2 separate regions of the Gossypium hirsutum genome follow, and region 2 is linked to region 1. The links are chromatin contacts, called in public Hi-C maps. All regions are on one chromosome and are shown on one strand. Each heading gives the region's core, a stretch centred on a gene start, on an enhancer-like site or on the middle of the called end of the contact. The rest is flanking DNA. Distances are from core to core; before and after follow the strand shown.

What was found. A called contact is a pair of places that touch in the nucleus more often than the background predicts.
Region 2: a Hi-C map of leaf shows a contact between it and region 1, with 2.7 times the contacts expected there. The contact joins the promoter of LOC107952465 here to the promoter of LOC107952035 in region 1. A contact is called at or near these places in 13 of 34 Hi-C or Micro-C datasets (callus, fibers, hypocotyl and 3 more).

Annotation. Positions count from the first base shown.
Region 1 is chrA02:14,303,904-14,311,042 of Gossypium_hirsutum_v2.1, reverse strand. It overlaps LOC107952035 (aldehyde dehydrogenase family 3 member H1), which reads left to right and starts at 2,417. Exons shown (of 10, transcript XM_016887275.2): 1 at 2,417-2,916; 2 at 4,761-4,829; 3 at 4,928-5,024; 4 at 5,130-5,336; 5 at 6,809-6,924; 6 at 7,003-7,107. The coding sequence starts at 2,692.
Region 2 is chrA02:14,472,932-14,480,070 of Gossypium_hirsutum_v2.1, reverse strand. It overlaps LOC107952465, which reads left to right and starts at 3,712. Exons shown (of 1, transcript XM_016887716.1): 1 at 3,712-4,530. The coding sequence starts at 3,712. The coding sequence ends at 4,530. It overlaps LOC107952034 (BTB/POZ domain-containing protein At1g21780), which reads right to left and starts at 3,117. Exons shown (of 4, transcript XM_016887274.2): 1 at 2,716-3,117; 2 at 2,444-2,589; 3 at 1,275-1,390; 4 at 1-741. The coding sequence starts at 2,828. The coding sequence ends at 136.

The DNA of each region.
Region 1 (7,139 bases), core at 1,168-3,667:
TATAAACACAAGAATTGTTAAACGGGTAAAGTAATGAAATGTGATGGAATTATGAAATGTGATATTATTTCATTTGATTTGAAAATGAGCCCTGGGGTCCGAGCATGTATAAAAGAGCCATTAAGCTTAAAAACAGTTGAAACATCAATATGAAAGGGATATATTTACTTAATTGATGAGGTTGAATATTAAACTAGTTTGTTTATGAATTGGATGATAAATGTTGTATTAATTTGCATATACATATACAATGGATTCTATGTTAACATGAATATAGGTATAATTGCTTTGAATTGGCATTTGAAGTATGGAATTGTTCAAAGTAATACTCATGCTTTGATTTTGAATTGAATAAATTCATATTAGCTTATACTTGTAATCCAATATCTTGAATCATAAAATTACCATTAAGCGATTTGCTCAGCATAAGGTTTTGTTTTTTTTATGCGTAAGTAACTTAGATTCATAGTAGATCATGATAAGGTCTTCTCAGCATCCAGAATTTAAACCCGACTTAGCAATGTTTGTGCATCTTTTATGTTTATAGTTGGCATGCACCTAATAGGTTAAGTTTTGTTGGGATAGAATAGTATTTATAATTAAATATTGCATTTTGATGTTTTAAAAATGATATATGTGGTTGATGTGTATATGCCTTTATCTGTATACAACTTAGAATTCTCATAGTCTGATTAAGGCATGAGATATGTAATGGTACCTTGAATGAAATGTATGAATGAACTTAATAAATGGTTTATATGTCATATGTCATGATATGCAATTTAGATTTGCTATGGTGCTGTTAGGGAATGATACATGAAATGGCAGCTTAATTATAAAGTGAAGAATGAATATGTATAGGTTTGCATCTAGAATAATAAGAATACTAGGTAAGTTAGTGAGAATGAATGGATGATTGGAAGTATTAGGTAGTTAGAACATGATGTTGATATGAATTGAAAGTTTTATGGCTTATTATGGAACCTATTTTTACTGTACATTTGGTCAAAAAGAAGAAAATAATAAGGTTAAATTGAATATGCATTGGTGTATCTTAAAAACACAAGTTGTGAGTTGGTATTGCAGAAATAGTATGTGACATCGTGACATCACATGCATGTCGTCGCGACAAGAAATGGCTTATAATGTCACGTTGAGACGAGAAACACTGTCGTCTCAACAAGGCCAAACAGTGAGTGACGTCGCGGAGACTGACGTTGTGACATGATAAATTGTTTGGTGACGTTACGATATGGTAATGATGACGTCACGACATCAACCCCGTATTTTAAAAATTTTACAATTCAGTCCTGATTTGATCTCGAGTTAAATTAAAAGCTTTCGTGAGCTCGTTTAGGACCCAAGAATGATTCTCTATTGTATTGTTTGTTTATAATTCTTATGAATAATAGCTTGATGACGTGAATTTGTATTTAATTTGATCGTAGTTGCTCCGGCAACGAATGTGGCACACTGTAGCTCAAACCCAGCAATCGGGTCAAGTATAGGGTATTACAAACGAACCCTAGTCAGAAAGTCACGTCCCGATGAGGAGCTCCCCAAAGTCGCGACATCAATTCAAAATTTTGTATCATTTACAATTTGATCCATTTCAATCTCGAGTTAATAAAGAGCTTTTGTAGGCTCGTCTAAGGCCCGAAAATGATAATGCATTGTTTAATTAGCATGAATTACTTGTATTTAAAGGTATATTGACATTAATTGGATGTTATTGATTGTAGTTGCTCTGGCAACAAATGTAACACTTTGTAACTCAGGCCTGACGATAGGGTCGGATATTGGGGTGTTATAAATAAAATGCTTACGTGTCCAATAAAGACACTATCGACTTGTCATCATTTTAAACACGCGACATAAAATTATTTTTGAAGACCTTTTAATATAATATATGATATTTCTTCAAAAAATATATAATATATGATATGATATGATATAATTATTGATGAAATTGAATTTTTTTTAGCTTAATGTAATATTTATTTAAAATTAAAATTAAATTGTTAAAATATGTAAATATTGAAAACTAAATATATTATTATAATAATTATGAAATATGATATCATCATATCCAAAAACATTTTACATCAGAACAAAACCAGATGGAAAATATTAAATATTAACGGTGAAATTGAAAGTCTTTATAACTTAGTTACCGAAAGAAAAATACACTAATAATTATTTAACTAAAGATGGAATTTACCATTAATTTTCTTTTTTATATTTTTAAATCTTGCTTTCTTATAAAGACAAGAACTATATTGAAATTCACGTCAACTTAACATTCCAGGTATGATTTATTTACATTTTTAAATTCAAAATTAAATCTAAAAGTCCAAAGTTAAAAAGAAAAATTAATTTATCTTTTTAATCGGTTGTATAGGTCCCCCATCAGAAGGTGAAGGTTTACCTTAATAGATCACAGCTGAGGAAAACGCCAGAGGTATGGCCCGGGTCACGGGCTCTTGTGCTATAGATCTATTTACGATCATACGCAGTTTCGTTGTTTTTGAGTATATTGGCAGGAAAAAGAAAAGGTGACGTAAGACATCATCATTATCAACGCCGGCAGAGTCCAATCAATTCAAAATCCTCATTTTGTTTTCTTGTTCTCTGCGGTTCCTTTTTTAAGATTCATAGTTGGAGCGTATTTGATTGATTATTTGGACGATAATGACGAGCGAAGTGGAGAACAAGCCGGTTTTTTGTACGGAGTCGGCAAAGGAGTTGGTGAAGGAGTTGAGAGCTAGCTTCGCAACCGGAAAGACTAAAAGCTACGAATGGAGGTTGACTCAGTTGAATGCCATGGTGAAGATGATGGAAGAGAAGGAGCCGCAAATCGTTGCTGCTCTTCACGATGATCTTTCCAAGCCGGAACTCGAATCCTCCATCTATGAGGTCAAATCTTTTGATTTCTTTTTAATTTTGAAATTTTATTTTCCTGTTATTCTTTCTTTTTAAAAAAAAATTGATTTTGGATTTGTTTTTTAGTTAATTAAATTTTAAAATGGATGAGAAGTAGAATTCAATGAAGTTATTTCACGTAGCATTAGTTGTTTAGTACAAAGTCTATAGGCGGCTGTAAGTCAGCTCTGGACAATTCTTGATTGGCATTTAATTATATCTAATCATAAAAACTTTACTGTTGGACTTGGTTACTGAATGAATCTGAATTTCAATTTTAAATTATTAAAACTTTGTTATTAATTATTGACCAGTCTCCAGATTAGAATATTCATAAAATAGATTTGATGGCTTTATTTGGTTACTGATAAACAACTTCAACTACTTTGTCTTTAAAGCTAACGGTGCTGTTTGGGGGGTTTATTTAGTTTTTCATGTCTAGATATACATTTGTATTAATATTATAAATTTTTATGAGAGACCCTGTTTCGTGTCAAGCTCCAACTCGAGAATCGTGAAATACATGAAGAGAACAGTTGGGAAGTTTTAGGAATCCTCTCTCTATTGTTGCTGGTGTGAAAAGGTTTTAGAAGTGTTTAAATACGTGACAGAATTGAAATCTTGATGGGCACAAGTAGCATTTATGGCATGCTAACAGTTAACTTTTTCTTGAAAACGGTTGATCAGTTTTCTGACTTTAAATGATTGCTAGATATATGCAGTGTTCCAAACTACTAGAACTCGAATATTTATTTCTAATCCAACTTGCTCACATGGTTAAAATCTCCAGCCACATGATGTAAGTATCGTAAGAAATATTTTCTTTTTTGGCCCTTTTTGTTTTTTTGTTCAGCCTCTATAGTATACTTTTATCAGTGAAGATTCTTCAAAATTATTAATTATTTGGAATATGTCTGGGCTTGGGGTAGATAGTCCCTGCGCTTGCCCATATTTAGTAGAGATCAGGATTAAGAATAATAAGTAACGGTTAAACTTCAATGCAGGAATGTATATCAGTAGGTGGACAGGATTTAGGAAAAAGAAAGAGATAGAGAGATGTATTGCTATTTACTGTTATTTTGAATAATTATAAGTTGGTGATTGGAGCTTTGACTGAGATAGACTACTGCTGTGAGGATAATTGTAGTTTTGATTAATTAATGTGGGGATACTTAATAATGGCATGAAAGCTAAATGAACTTTGATTATCGCCAATGAATACTTAAGGAGGTTTTTGAAAATTGTCATCTGTTTATAGTCACAGTTGTTTGCCACTTGTTTGAAAGAAACATTATTTGAGCCAAATGCCTAAATTATATATATTCAGTCTCTGGATTAAATGTGGAGGTTAGCGTGGTTTACTTTAAGATAGTTATATGCATCATTTAAGTCAACCTTTTGTGTTATGTTGATTAGATTTAAGAGCTAATGATAATGAATGTTGGACAGTAAGCAAATTTTCTTTTGAGGTTTCCTAAATGGTTGTTCTTGGCTTCAGTGTCACTTTTTGGCTGAAGATAAAAGTCGGTTACTTTTAGGTTTTTAACTTGGAAAATTAATATATTAGTTTACTATTGTTCTGGAGCAATTTATTTTTGTCATACAGGCAAGTTTATTTTGAGATGTCATCCTCTTATTAAGTTTGTGTAACTCTTGATGTTTGATATCTTTGTTTTAACCCTAAATGTCACACTAATTAGAAAACAAGAACTATGGAGAAGGCAACAATATTTGAGTTATTTATATTTGGCCTCCCGAGTGTGCTCTTCGTTTCTATGGAACTCCCACATAAAATAAGTAATCTTTTTCCTCTGATATTGACATGGTTGACACTTCAGATAGCAATGCTAAAGAACTCATTTAGATTGGCAGTCAAGAACATGAAGCATTGGATGATGCCAGAAAAGGTAAATATTTTGGATACCTCTCAAATGGGTGGAAGCTTTCATTTAGTTTTCTTTTTGGTATTAAAGAGTTGAATATGATTAACCTGCCTTTCTTGCAGGCAAAAACTTCATTGGTTACATTTCCTTCCTCTGCTGAAATTGTATCTGAACCATTGGGTGTGGTGTTAGTAATCTCAGCTTGGAATTATCCTTTTTGTATGTTAAACTCCGTGGTGAACTTGTTTACAGTCATGTTTTTCTTTTTCTTTTAATTTCTAAATTTTGTCGGAATGATGACTATAATTGTATATCTTCTTTCAGTGTTGTCTCTAGATCCAATTGTTGGAGCTATTGCAGCCGGTAATGCTATAGTCTTAAAGCCGTCAGAAATCGCTCCAGCCACATCATTGTTGCTTGCAAGGCTAGTAGCTGAGTATTTGGATAGCTCTTGCATAAAGGTTGTTGAAGGGGCTGTTCCTGAAACTGCAGCACTACTTGAGCAAAAGTGGGACAAAATACTGTATACAGGTCCTTGCTTATAATTGTCCTTCTCCTCCAGTTCAATCTTTTATGTCTTAATACACTTGGGCAACTTTATCTAAGGTTCATATGTGTAGGCTTCTAGAAGTTTGTGATCAAAGTGGATATTATCTTTCTATTACTTGTTATCAAACCACAGTTTGGGTCCTATTATTTAATTTAATATTATTAAATATTTTATTAGATTGAAAAATAGGAACTTCGAATCTTTTTCTATTTACTTCATGTATATCAGAAAAAAATTCGAAGTGGATATCTCAACCCGTGAAATGAAAAAATAGCCTCTGGAGTTTTTTTTTTTGTTTATATTCATCTGAAGGAAATATGAGAAAGAAAACAATAAATAAAAGAAATAAAATGAAGGAAATATATATATCAGACTATAGTAATTTAATACATATAGAAATCATAAAAATACATAAAATTATTGATTTTTATCAATTTCACAAACAAGATCCAAGAATAAGATTAGTTGATGGAGGAGGAGGGGTAGATCTGGGGATCAAGCTTTGAAATCTTAAATGTCTTCTGTGTGGATTCGGGACTCTTTATCCATCATAGATTCATGGTGAGGAGCCATATGGCGTCATGGTGATATAGATCATTTAATATTGTTTCCTTTTTAGCATTTAGTTTACATGTTTACCTGTAGCTTTGATCTAGTTTAGATGACTCTATGAATGAATGCAGTGTTAGATGCAAAATCAGGTCTTATTCATGTTTGGCCAGTATATGACTCGGAATTCTTTTTCAACGGCTTATCTTACAAACATTCGTTCTAGATTCTCCTGGCTAGCTTTTTCTCTCTCTAGGATTTATGGTGATGATTTGTGGTTATGATTCATCACTGGCTCCCTGGCCAACATACTGTGACTTTTATCCCTTATCTGGTTTGGAACCTGTATGAAGCAGAAAACATCAGGGCTTAGTGAGTTTGGCTCTTTCCACTGAAATCTCTCTTCAGCATGAACATTTTCAGATCCTTGGTTAGTTGATTAGAAGCACACACAAACAGAAATTAATGGACATTTATAAGATAGTTGTATAGACCCTTGGTTAGCAACAGCTACTGTGTTCCTTATAGAGAAGTGTCATTGAGACTATCTAGACTTTACTGGAACATGTAATTCTTCACTATGGAATATGGAAAGAACTGAAGCAGGTTTTGAGGGATTTATCTGGGGTTTGCTTTGGTATTTTAATTGGATCCTCTATTGTTATGCTGTCTTCAGATTCTTTTCTCAGCCATGTAATTTCACAATGTCTTAAATTGAGTTTTTTTTTCCCTTTTTTCATAAAGATGAAACATACTGCAAAGTTTTAGTGCTTTCCCCAAAGTTCTAATTTTCAGTGCGTGGTTGTTAATAGATGCTTTAGACATTGTCACATTGATGGTATTTCTGTTCTGATCTCAGATCTGATAAAAAGTCTTATGAACTAAAACATACTTGAATCTTTAGGCAATGGAAGAGTTGCACGCATTGTGATGGCAGCCGCTGCAAAGCACTTAACACCAGTTGTTATGGAACTTGGAGGAAAGTGTCCGGTAATTGTTGATTCAGACATAAATTTACAGGTAAGCATAGCGATATAGCGTTTAGTTTGCTACCGGGTCTGTTGACTTGCTTACTGACATGTTTTCGTGTATTGTCAGGTTGCAACTAGGCGGATAATTGCAGGAAAGTGGGGGTGTAATAATGGGCAAGCGTGTATTTCCCCTGATTACATTATTACAATGAAAGATTATGCTCAGAAGCTGGTAAGGTTGCCTGTATATGTTGACATTTGTTA
Region 2 (7,139 bases), core at 2,463-4,962, 170 kb before region 1:
ATATCAGTTACTATACGAAGGTTACATGCACCCGTTAACTTGATTCCTGGCATGAAAAGACCTTAGCAAGCAGGCCTATATGTGGACTCCCATGTACCAGCAACCAAAAGGTAAAATAAAAAGCCTGGAAAGAAGTCATACCGGTTTCCAAACTGTCAGCACTTCCTGAAACATATCCAGCATCAGTTCTCGGTCTGCCAGCCTGAAAAAGTTATTGATTTCATCTCCAACATCGTATATCTTTCCGAAATCAAACAAGTATGTCATGCACCCCTTTTTCAGCTTGGTCAATTGGTAAAGCCAAGCCTCCTGTAGCCTCTCAAGGACATTCTGAGAGTTGATGTCTTCCAGAAGGCTTTCCTCACAAGCATCTTTGAGATCGACAATGTCGTATTTATTTGCCGCTCCCAGTAATGGCAGTCGATGCTTCCAAAAGTTCTCTTGGTTTATTGTTCCATACAAGTAATTGAGAAGGGCCGTGCAAGACTCCAGTGACATGTCATCTATATGGATTGTGGATGACTCCTTTTCCTTAAGGTTGTGATGGAACATACTCTCGAAAACAGGAGAACTTGCAGATAGAACTGCTTTGTGTGCTCTTAGAGTACCTTCAGCAGTCTTGATAGTAACATCCGCATGAAGACCTTCATCAAGCATGCGAGCAAGGCAGCGTAGGGTTGTTTGAGTTGACATAGACTGGATTGCTCCATCCATAGGCCATATTGAAACAGTTTCACCACCCTGGGTCTTAACAACTAAAGGGTTAAGAAAACAAGTTATCTGTTGACATATAGCAGGAAAAAAACAAAGAAAAAATAGATAGAAGAATAGTTACTTGCTGTGTGGGAAAGCTTCACTGATCTAAAACAATAATGAGTTTAAGAAGGGTTTTAAGTAATGACAGGATAGGCTAAGTACCAGACTGCTGTAATATTTGTACTTGCCACCTGCCGGAGACAAGAACGACTGGCAATAGTTTTGAACAAATATCCAGCCCTTACAAAAAAGAAGGTACTCTACTACCTTGTTCAACTAAAATGAAGACTAGAAGGGAGAAAAAAGAAGAAATAAGCATACAAAGATTTATCAAGAAAAATGTTATTTTTCCTTTTATTTTTAGTTTTAGACAAGGTATTTCCCCTTTGGAGAGGCGATGTGGCTCTTCAAACACAGATTAACATGCCTTCCCAATAAGGAGAGAGGAGATAAAGAAGTAGAACATATTTACTGACACTACTCTTATACCACATTAGTGAAAATCTATAGAAGCTCACATTTATGGGGCAGATCCTCAGGTCCAGGAACTCAACATCAATAATGAAGCGTCCATGGAATGTAGAATCAACAGGCCAATAAAAGTCATCGCATGTTCGCAGCGGTCTATCATGAACTGCAGCACCAAGTAGACAAATAAGTGTCAATTACATATTCTCAAAGCTGCTTAACAGAACAAACATGCATAAAAGCAAGTTGAGAAAGCAATTTGAGGTATTGTTGTTTCACTGATGAAAAAGTTATAGGAAAGTTCAAGAGATCAAAGGCACAAACAGACATTAAGTGTGACAATCCAAATCATGATTACTCAAGTCCGAAGTTTTCCTGACAATATATGGGACAGTTAGATTTACGTCAGCATATGAACTCATCACACGAAATAATAATCAAAAGATCCAAAATTTCCTTTCTTCGTTCTCACATCAGTATAAGACAAAGTAACCAACTTTGACTAGTCAAGTGCTTCTATTTCCCTGATTTTTCACGTCCAGGAAGATGAAAATTCTATCCATTCAAAGGTGAGTGTTTCTATTTCATCTATTCATCTATTCATTTTACACCTGAAATGAACACTGCCCATAACCAAGAATCACAATCCAATTTCAATTATCATTTCCATTCTAGAAGTTCTATTAAAAATAATAACAACAAACAAACACACCAAAGCACAAAGGCACTAATGTCACATGTTCTAGATGATAAAACTCTAATTCCAAAGCTTTTGGGTAATTGATCATTCAACTATCTCTTTCTGAGAGAATTAGAGCTGATATATTGTGTTAAAATCATTAAAAGCCTTATCCTTTTTTCTGTCATTTATTCATCCAGCAACACTCTTCACTTGATCTCCAGCTTCTACCTTTCTTCTAAACTCGAATCCAAATTTAGAAGCCATTAAATTATTCATCCAGGAATAGATGTGAATTATAGCATTAAATGGTGAATATAAAAGTTTGACCTTCCTATCAATTTTAGGCATTTAGAAAACTGGTTACCAATTGTCTCTGTTCTACATACGAAAAAACACAAGCGTATAAACAAAAGCAAAAGATGAACTTATCGACTGAACCACAAGTGGATTGACAAAGAACTTGTATTCAAATCTTCAATAAAACACACACACACATAAACAGGGGATGTAAAAAGAGGGAAAGTAAGTAAGGCAAACCTGGGGAGATATAAAGTCTACGATTAGCACCAACATTAGAGATCCTGAGTATAAATTTAGCATAAGGAGGCTGCTCCTTAGACACACGAGATGGCTCGGGAAATAATCGAATATACATATATCGATTCTTCTCTATAGACAAGTGCCTGTTTCATTAAAGTCCATCAAATTCCCCCACGAATCAGTCAAAGTAATCAAGCAAAAATTAAAAAAGAAGAAACAATTTAGGAGAAAGAAAAATCTGGGGAGTAGGTAATAATAATAAAAAGTACCAGTTCCAAAGACCGACCTTGAAGGGGTCGGATTTTTTGTAAGAACAAGGACTAAAGTTGTCGATCCTCCATTGAGCTAATCTGGAGATGGTTTCGACCTTTGAATCACCCATTTTTGTATGTGAGGGATTTCTTGGTTTTGCTTTGCAATTTGTATGAGTAATATACGGTTGCCGTAGAGGCAGAGAAGACGGTTCTTTGACGCCCCTTCTGTTTGCAAAGTCGAATGCTTTGTCTACTGATAAAATGGAGAACCCTTTTTTTCTTTTTCTTTTTTTTTGGCAGTTTCACTAATTAACAAATATCATTGAAAATTTTAAAAATAAAAACAAAAACAAAGGTTTAACTACAAATTTGATCCTCAAACTATATTTTTTTTTTGTTTAGGGACTTAAAGTTTTGTGGTTAAAAAGTGGTTCCTAAACTATAGTCTCATTTTAGTATATGACATTCAACAAAAATGCAACACATGTCACGCTCTTATTGCTTTATATTATGATTTGAGATAAAATGAGAAAAATTTTAAATACTTGAGTAAAAAAAAAGGGCATGATTTTAGGGGCCAATTTCATATTTATGCCAAAAATAAAATATAAACCTTTTTTTTATTGCAAAAACCCGACATTAGAATTAAACCAATTTAAAGTTTTTAACATCAAATTTTAAAATTCCTTAGAAGAACTTCACATTTCGAAATTGAAAGTTCTAAACCTTTACTAAATTATGATATGTGTTAGAGTAATTAATGAATCTGTTGAATCTGTTAGTTGTTTGTTAACAGTTGGTTCTTTATTAGCAGTCTATTAGCTAGTAGTCTGTTAGCTTACGTTGCTATATAAAGAACTGAGCAGTCAATGTATTTGATGAACTTTAGAAAATGTATTCTTCTTAAATAATGCAATTCCAGTTGTTTTGTTAGTTTATTGCTATAATATAACATGGTATCAGATGTCCATCCTTTCTTGGAGTTCTTTTCTATGATTTCTTGTTGTTTTTATGGATCTTCCGTTTAGTCAATCTGCTGTGCATTTTACTTCACCGGTGATGGCCTCCACTGCTACTGACGGGGTTGTTGACAGTTGGTTCTTATCTACCAAGAAAATCAGTGTGCTTCTTGATGATAATAATTATCTCCTATGGCGTCAACAGATTCTTTTCACAGTCAAAACATATAAGCTTCAGAGCTTCTTGGACTCCCGAACGTTTCCTCCTACTCAGCATGTTTCAAATAAACATGGTGTGCTTCACGAGAATCCAGAGTTTGTGCATTTTGAACAACAAGACAGTGCTCTTGTGTCGTGGCTTCTTTCTTCGGTCAGTCAAACAGTTCTTCCTCATCTTATTGGTATGAATACAAGCGCTCAAATTTGGAATGCACTAGTAAACTTGTATGGCAGTAAAACTACTTCTAGGTTGATGTTCTATAGAAGGGCCTTGCATTCTCAACGCAAGGGTGAACTCTACATGAAAGAATTTTTAATGATAATTAAAGGGTACTGTGATAGTTTTGATAGTTGCGGTGAGGTGATCAGTGAACATGAACATGTGACTGCAATTCTTAACAGTCTCTCGTCAGAATATGAGTCTGTTATTACTATTATCACAACCAGTCAAGTACCATACCACGTGCAGGGTGTCACTACCATGCTTCTTGATGCTGAAGCTCAGCAGCATGTTACCATTTGTGATGCATCTAGTTCTGCTAATATGGTCTCTCATCAACCTCCAGATCGTAGTGTTAAAAGTAACTCTACCCCAGCTTATCATCCCTCCTCAACTACTCGGAGCCGTAGACGTGGTCAATCTTCTGCATAACGCATTCAATGTCAGTTGTGCGGGAAAGCTGGTCACCTTATCGATCGCTGCTACTATCGGTTTTATGCCTCCTATAAAAGCGAAAACTATAGGCCTCTCCCACAAGCGAATATCTGCATGTTTGGCGCAGGACCTTCTGTTGCGCCTTGGGCTCTATCTTTTATGCCCATGCCTCATCCAACTCTCCCATATCCTCCACCAGGTTGGTTTTTCACACTTCCTTCATCAACTACTTAGACTAACCCGTTTGCTGGTAGTTCTTCACAACAGGTCAGTGTGCCATCATCTGTTGCACCACAGTCCAAGGTGTATGTTGCAACTCCTGACACGATTGGTGATAACTCTTGGTACCCTGATTCTGGCGCCACGCATCACCTTACACATTCTGCTACTGTGCTTGGTGACAGTACCTCCTACAATGGTCCAAGTAAGGTGTATGTAGGCAACGGTTCGGCACTTCCTGTTCTCTCTACTGGTCAATCATCTTTACTTACTCGCTCTCAACCCTTATACATGCGGTCTTTGTTGCTTACACCTGGCATAACTAAAAATCTCGTCTGTGTCAAAGTTTACAAGAGATAATTAGGTGATGTTTGAGTTTCTTCCTATATAGTGCCAAGTTCGTGATCTGAAAACCAAAGAGATTCTTTTACAAGGCTCAGTGCATCATGGTTTATACAAACTACACTTACATAGTCCTGTCAAGGTCACTTCATTCCCGAGACAAGCTCACTGTTTCACAGCTAATACATTGGTACTGCTTAGTGTTTTGGATTCTAAGTTAGGGCATCCCTATTAGGCTATACTTACAAAGGCTCTTCTACGTTGTAATATACAGTTTGATGCTAATAAAGATTCTCTTGATTGTATTGCTTGTCACTTGGGTAAAGAGCATAAACTTCCATTTTCTAAATCGTCCACTGAGTATACCTCGCCTCTTCAGTTGGTGATTGTTGATGTTTGGGGGGGGCAGCTCTAATTGTGTCTAATGGTTATCGGTTTTATGTTGCTTTCACCAATGCCTATACACGATATACATGGGTATATTTTTTGAAGAAGAAGTCAGATGTGCTCAGTGTGTTTCCACAGTTTCATCGACAATCTGAAAGAGTTCTTGGTTACAAACTTAAAACCTTACAAACAGATGGGGGAGAAGAGTTTCAGGAGTTAAAAGGTTATTTAGCTCAACAAGGAATTGTGCAGCGTTTCACTTGTCCTTATACTTTTGCACAAAACAGTATAGTTTATTGTAAACACAGACAGATAGTTAAAGCAGGTCTGTCCATGTTGGCTCATGCGTCTATGCCTTTAGCATTTTGGAATGATACCTTCTGCAGTGCTGTGTATTTGATAAATAGGTTACCCTCTTATCCCTTAGGTAACATTTCACCATATGAGAAACTGTTTCAGACACAACCCGATTATTCGTTTCTTTAAACTTTTGGTTGTTTATGCTTTCCTAACCTTAGACCCCTTAATACGAACAAATTGTAGTTTTGGTCAACCCCATGTTTGTTTTTAGGTTACTCCCCATTACACAAAGGGTACCGGTGTCAAGACACTGCTGGTCGACTCTATATATCCCATCATGTTACCATTCATGAGACAGTCTTTCCCTACAAAACCATCATCTCTTCACCTGTCCCATCCGTAGCCAATCCATCATCTAGTTCCAAACTCCTTGTCTTATTTTCAAGGCTAGTTCTATGTGTTAGCTCACCTTCTGTTGTTTCTCCTATTACTCCAACTTACTCATCCAACTCCTTTAGTCTAGCATAGGCTATGCCTACTCCACCTACATCTAACCCCCTAGCTCTTCTTCACCCGATCCACCACAATCTTCTCCTCCTATACCAGTTAACACCATGCAATGGTTACTCGGAGTAAAGCTGGGATTTTTAAGCCCAAGGCATATCTGAGCATAGTATCTTGTTCTTCCGGTGATGTTTCTATCAACATTTATGCAGCAATGACTTCTGAGTGTTGGAAGGTAGCTGTTCATAGTGAGCTGCAAGCTTTAATTCACAACAATATATGGACCCTTTGTCCTCTACCAGAAAATAGACGAGGGTGCAAATGGTTGTTTAAAGTCAAAACAAAGGCTAATGGGTCAATTGACAGGTATAAAGCTTGTTTGGTAGCAAAAGGGTTCTCTTAGCATGCGGGGCTTGACTTTTGTGACACCTTCAGCCTGGTGGTTCGAGCAACAACCATTCGAACAGTTCTTGCTCTTGCTATTATGCAGGGCTGGTCGCTAAGGTAGGTCGATGTGAATAATGCATTTCTTAATGGAGAGTTAACTGAAGAGATCTATATGGAGCAACCATCTGGTTTTGAAGTATCAGATGAAATTGGGCAGAAGCTTGTATGCAAGTTGAACAAAGCTCTCTATGGCCTCCGCCAAGCTCCTCGTGCTTGGTTTCAAACTCTTAAGCAGTATCTTGTTGATCAACTTGGTTTTCGAGCTTTCAAAGCTGATCCTTCACTGTCTATTTGAGTATCTGCAGGGAATTACTTGTTGCTCATGGCATATGTTGATGATATAGTTCTCACAGGCAGTTCTGGTAAGGATATCAAAGCTGTGGTACACCATCTTCACACTAAGTTTG